Linked DNA regions of Danio rerio: region 1 is linked to region 2. A link is a contact called in public Micro-C data. All regions are on one chromosome and are shown on one strand. The core of a region is the stretch at or near the end of the contact, and the rest is flanking DNA. Distances in the headings are between cores, read along the strand shown.

Region 1 (3,304 bases), core at 469-2,968, 37 kb after region 2:
AAAAGCTAAACGGCCCCATACTGTCCACTGGTGTTCCAATCATATGGCCATATACATATCTGCATGAACCGCACATGGTCACCAGAAAAGCAAAGTTTGCTAAATAATGTGCATACAGGATATTTCTACGTAGTAGACTTGTTTCTGTTGTTTGAAATATTGCTAGTGTGCTGTCATGGCAACGCTGGTAAAATGACGCCTCTCGACTGGTTCACTGTCACTAAAATTTTACTGTCAATAAAATGCCTGTTTTTTTTTATTGGATTGTATTTTTTATCAGTATTATTTAACTTAAAGTTAAAGTCTTGCAAAATTATGTTATTTAGTAAAGTATCAATCATAACTAGGCAAAATTTCATTTTTGCCCAATAATTTGCATCTTTATGTACAACATTATTAGCTTGACTCGAGAAAAAAAACATCATAATCATTATTTTTGGATGACCTAAGGGCGAGTAAATAGCCAGCAATATTCCATATTGGGGAGACTTTCCCTTTAAGATGTTTCCACGAAACAACAGTGCTTTTTATACACACATTTCATCGCCATCCATGGCATTTAGCTCTATAGCATTCAAAGCATATTATGATAAATAATTCTTTTCATCAATTGCAGTGTGTGCTTGGACAGAATTCAGGAAACTGCTGAAGTGGGTTAATGTGGCTTTGAGGGAAAATAAAAAAGGGTAAAAGAGTGAGGGAGGGGGTGAAAAGCAGATATTGCTCTTTTATAATGAGTAGTCCAGATGGCTTGAGGTTAATGTTAATGTTTGCCACATTGCAGCATTGTAGCAGAAAGCATATCATAAAAAAACGAAAGAGGGAGTGAGGTAAAATCGATGGGAGGGAGAGCAAGGGAAAGTGAGATTGCTGAAGGAGGGGCAGAGGCGGCCTCTACTGAAAAAAGGGCATGTGAGGACAGCTGCGCTACGTCACTGTTGTAATCTCTGTGCAGCGTGCTCTTCCTGTCTTACACACTCCAGTTAAATGGGATGGTATCATATTCGCTGTTTAAATACTGTATATATTCCTCATCACACCTGTGTATTTGATTTTGCATTGCATTTCATATTTATTTCTGATACACATTCAGTATAAAGGTGAAAGGAGTGCCGCATCACAGTCTTGGCCAATGGCACATGTTTTAAAGCCTTTAGACTTGTATGGAAGGCTATCAGGGCCAAAATGAATTTTTTTTTCATGTAAACATGCATAATATGAACATGTCAAACACATAAACAAACACAACAGCCAATGAGATTGCTGTATTTGAGACTATATTTGCATATTTGGTGTGGTGATACATTAGAAGAAACAAACACACTAACAGATGTCTTGTTTATACTGCCGTATTTGTATGAAAGTGTCAAATGTTATATTGTCATCTATCAAAACTGATGATGGAACTGTGTGTCCACACATAATGAAGAAATGCGGTGAAAATTGTCACACGATCGAATTTCACATATCCTGACATTTGGCCTAGATCACCTTCTATAGTGACATTACAGCTGACACTATCTGCTTGTTTGTATCAAGTGTTCTTCTTAGCCCACGTTATAAATGGCATCTTTGGAATGCCATACATTGCTCCATTGCTGTAGTGCACTGATTACGGTTTATACAGTTGTTTGTACACGGAGCGGGGAAGGGGGACCAAAGGGGGGCTGTTTCTACTAAATCAGATAGCGGGTTGGTTGCAGTGTGCAGTCAGTGTAATCAGAGAGAGCAGAGTCCTGGAGCAGATCACTGTCTGGCCTGATAATCGACCCACCCTGCAACCTGCACAGATGTGACGTGCTAGGCAAGACTCTCAGAGGGTGAGAAGAGGAAAAGGGGGGAAAGATATAACTGACATCCGTCAAATATATACGCAGGGGCATAGTAAGTGGGGGGGAAAAGGGTGACAGAGTGCATAGGGCTCTGGCAATTTAGGGCCTTCCCCTTTGTGGAATTGTTGTGCGTAGGGTCCAAAATTGCTGACTACATCCATGAATATATGTGACTGTTGGGTAGCAGTAGCTATTTTGCTCCATAGTTAGTAGCTTCACTAGTTTTTAAGTCATCAAGTCAACACAGGTTTTGTCATTTACAATATAATATGTCACAAATTAAGCTGGCTGTCCCATTTTTTTGACTTTGACTTTTATTATTATCCATAAGTCGAAATTTGGTCAACTGGCTTTGACTGGTTTGTAAATAAATCAAGTTTTTATATTATTTGCAAATATTTTTGTTAAATCAAACTCTGTTGCAAACATTTCACAACAAAAAAAAAACTGATTCAACTAGCTGTTTGCAAGCAAAGATCCAAACTGAAATATTGCATAAATATTTGCAAATAAAGCACCGTTTCCATCCAATAAGTCAAAAAGAATACAATCGTCACTTCCTGATAAACTGGCCCAAATATCAAAAAGAAAGAATTAATTTGTTGCAGCACAAGAAGCCACTGTGGGCCTTTTTACTTACATAATAAATTATTTGCACCTCAGAAGATGAAGCTAAAAGGCAATGAATGTGCGATGTATATTAGAATTGAGAGATGCTCTTTGGGAGCACAGAACACTTTCAAACTTTATGCGCATCTTGCACATTTTTTTTTTGTAATGTTCAAAATTGTGGGCATCACGGTGGCGCAGTGGGTAGCACGATCATCTCACTGCAGGACTGTCGCTGATTCGAGCCCCTACTGGGTAAGTTGGCATTTCTGTATGGAGTTTGCATGTTCTCACCGTATTCTCGAGGGTTTCCTTAGGGTGCTCCGGTTTCCCCCACAGTCCAAAGACATGCGGTACAGGTGAACTGAATAAGCTAAATTGGGCAAAGTGTATGAGTCTGAATGCAATAGTGTATGGGTGTTTCCCAGTGTTGGGTCGTGGCTGGAAGGGCATCCGCTGTGTAAAATATGTGCTAGATAAGTTGGCGGTTCATTCCACTGTGGCGACCCATGATGAATAAAGAGACTAAGCTGAAAAGAAAATGAATGAATGAATGAATGAGTTATATAGTTGGCAGAATTATTAGCCCTATTGTATAAATTTGTCCCATTTTGGCTTTTTTATTTCTTTTAAACAAATGCAGGTGCTGCTTGTCAACTTGACAAGGCTTCTATGTTCGTTCTTGATGTAAATTGCGAAAGAAATGATCGATCAAAGGTTTCTAATAAACCGATATGACAGTTTCAGGCACTGTGTGATGTGTGTGCACGTGAGTCAGATAGATTTCTCATCACACCGGCACTTAATGTTCCTCCATTTCGTGTCAGTGATGGGTCGTTCTTGAACGATTCGTTCATTTTGAA
Region 2 (3,220 bases), core at 374-2,873:
TAGTTCAGCGCAATTCATGTTCAATATTCATTCATTCATTCATTCATTCATTCATTTTCTTGTCGGCTTAGTCCCTTTATTAATCCCGGGTCGCCACAGCGAAATGAACCACCAACTTATCCAGTACGTTTTTTCATAGCGGATGCCCTTCCAGCCGCAACCCATCTCTGGGAAACATCCATACACATTCATTCACACACTCATACACCACAGACAATTTAGCCTACTCAATTCACCTGTACCGCATGTCTTTGGACTGTGGGGGAAACCAGAGCACCCAAAGGAAACCCATGCGAACACAGGGAGAACATGCAAACTCCACACTGAAACGCCAACTGAGCCGAGGCTCAAACCAGCAACCTTCTTGCTGTGAGACAACAGCACTACCTACTGCGCCACTGTGTCGCCTGTTCATTTTTCAACGATTTTGAAATGTAGCTTTTGTTAGGAAAAGTAAAAAAAGAATATAACATTTTTGGGGGAACTGTTCCAAAAAGTGTTAATAAATTAAACTGAAGGTATGTCCCAAATCATATACTTATGATTTTGCAGTCTAAACAGTGTATGTAGTAAAATATTCATTTTATAGTATACAGTGGTAAACCTTAAAATCGTCCCATGCTTAGTTATCAGTGTTTATCGGTTATCAATACTCTGTGCTGGAAAACATACAACATTTTCCAGTCTTCTTTGATGAAGAGAGAGTTGTAAAGAAAATCATTCATGTGAAATGGAGTTCTTTTGATTCACACCACTTTGACTGTTACTTTTGATCAAGGGCATGCATCCTCCCTCAATAAGACAACTCTTGTGTAAGAAACTAGTTTAATAAGCCAAATGTTGAATTTGTAAGAATACTTTTCTTGATCTATCCCCTAAAACAATATCACATCATCAGCACTAATGCTGTAGAAAAGAAATGCTTGTTAACAATTGTTAGTCTACTGCCGCAGCCTGCATTTTTTTCCTTTCTTTTTTCCCGCTTTTTTGTCTCTCCGCCCCCCTCCAGGCGACCTTCACCCTCAGTTGTCTGGGTCAGAGAGGCAGCCCGCGTGTCACCTGACCTGCCTAATAGCCTACAAACTCCTTGCTGTAAACAGTCCGATAAGGAGCTGCGTCCGTTCGCCTACAAACGGCAGCAGCGCGGAGAGAAAGAAAGGGAGAGAAGCAAAGGAAAAGGAGGAGTGTGTCTGAGAAAGGCGAGAGTGAAAGAGCCCTACAGTCAGCATTTGCGCTTAAAGGCACAGGGCCATCTTTCAGTCGTGACGCATGCTCAAATTCCCTTCATCTCGATCGAGTTGAACAGGGCCGGCAGTGTTTCTGCAGTGGCAGCTGTGTGTGTTTGTGTGTGCGCTCAAACTTTGTTTCAGTGTCTTTGCTAATGGAGCGAAGAGCAGGGTGGGGCGAGGGTCCCGCATGGCGGCCAGATCGAGAAGCACTGGCCATTCCTCTTACTGCCCTCCTTCTCTCGCTCAACAGGCGAACCACAAGTCTCTCTGGGTGAAACGACTCCCTCGAAAGATGATCAAATTAATTACATTTTTGAAAGATTAGCCTAGCGGCCTCATTAGAGCTGTACGATTTATCTAGCTCTTCGTTTCAACCCCCATATCGGTTTCCAGCTGGGTCACGTGACCTGGCTCGTGCCCCAGTCCTCTTCTGATCTTTTTTTTTATAACTCTCAAGCTCTGAAGCTTTTTTTTTTTTGGCTGGGACAATAAATATTACGCTTGTCAAAACAAACAGGATGGTGGTTTTGACCGAACCGAAGTTTGGTGGCACTAGAGAGGCATTTGTGCCAGAGATCAAGTTAAATGCGGCGGCTCGCTTTCCATTTGTTTCATATGTGGAAATACACTGCAAGTTTAGCTGAGCAGGAAGATGCAGCATACACACATGCGCACACGTACGCACACACACATGTTCAGTAAACACAGAGAAGCTGGAATGTGCTCCAGAGCTCTGGCAGCGGAAATTTGGGAGGGGTGGGAGAAAGGGGGTCAGCTCAGGTCAAGTTCACAGCGCTGTCGGCCTCCAACAGGGGGAGGTGTTCGGCGGCTCTTATCTTCTTAAAGGGCCAGCACACACTTTAGCAAAGCAGCACATGCTGGGGTATAACAGGAGGAACTGTAAATGTTTTGACATTTTATGTATTTTATTAATATAGAAAACTGTTATTGTAGATCAACATTAATTAATGGTGCATGATATATAGTCAGTTAAATATTGTATATTACTAAATCTGTTGCTGTGGAGTGAATAGTGTTTTAGGTGGATTTAAGAAAGTGTTAAATTTCTATTAAAGTTAAAAAGTTCCATTAGAGTTAAAAAGCCATTTCATAACAAATGAAGCTGTTTTATAATAATATATTTATATTAAAATGCAAATAAGATCAAATAAATGTAAAAGTGATCAAATAGATTTGTCTAAACAAATTAGCATCGGAATTTGAAATACAAATTCATTTATAAATCACCAAATCAAGTCTGTTTATTTTATTTATTTATTTTAACATGCACAGTGTTCATTCATCGACAGTAAAAACTGTAAATAAGCCAGAGTTAGCCCGAAGGACTCATATGACTTATGTCAGATTTTAAAAAGGCAACCTAAAATGTAAAATACATAAATGACTTGCACTGTAGTTTACTTTTTAAAATGTCAAGATTTAACAATTGAGTAATAACAGCGTTTTTATGTCCTTGTTGAACATTCCTATCTGAAAGCAGTGACATATAATATTACATTTTTAGCTAGAAAAAATGAATGTTGATTACAAAATAATAATAATTCCTTGCATTTATATAGCGCTTTTATGGACACTCGAAGCGCTTTACATAATTTTTTGGGGGGAATCTCCTCATCCACGATTCCAATGTATATATCCATGCCTTATATCTGATGGCAAGAAAGTGATACATTTTTTATAAATTGTTACAATTTTGGTGTTTGTGACGCAGCAAGTTCAGAGACTGATGTGTATGCTATGATGTTATATAAAATTTAGTTTAAAGTGTGATATGGCAAAAAATGGCCATAAACGAGTATTATCTCAATGAGTAGCTGCTTTGATCCGGAAACAGTATTCCATACATCACCACATTACGACTTGACAAGCGGATAGACTCCTCTTCACTATACTGGGGCGTTAGGACCCACACAGACAGCAGGTTGAGCGCCCCCTGCTGGCCTCACTAACACCACTTCCATATGGCAATC

The links. Hi-C and Micro-C count contacts between places; a contact is called where the count stands out from the background.
Region 1: a Micro-C map of caudal fin shows a contact between it and region 2, with 1.5 times the contacts expected there. The contact joins two enhancer-like sites. A contact is called at or near these places in 2 of 18 Hi-C or Micro-C datasets (caudal fin and hematopoietic stem cells).

Annotation. Positions count from the first base shown.
Region 1 is chr8:22,592,728-22,596,031 of GRCz12tu, forward strand. The region is part of intron 3 of nfic (nuclear factor I/C); the gene reads left to right. It also overlaps a transcript of si:ch73-196i15.3 not described here. Among named protein-coding and RNA genes, the nearest start is that of smim24, 110 kb to the right of the region's middle. Within about 2 kb of position 1,719, at least 26 of the 62 cell types and tissues checked have an H3K27ac peak or open chromatin away from gene starts, as enhancers often do. A contact at or near this core is called in caudal fin, where this site is marked.
Region 2 is chr8:22,556,163-22,559,382 of GRCz12tu, forward strand. All of the region lies in intron 3 of nfic (nuclear factor I/C), which reads left to right. It also overlaps a transcript of si:ch73-196i15.3 not described here. Among named protein-coding and RNA genes, the nearest start is that of nfic, 100 kb to the left of the region's middle. Within about 2 kb of position 1,624, at least 40 of the 62 cell types and tissues checked have an H3K27ac peak or open chromatin away from gene starts, as enhancers often do. A contact at or near this core is called in caudal fin, where this site is marked.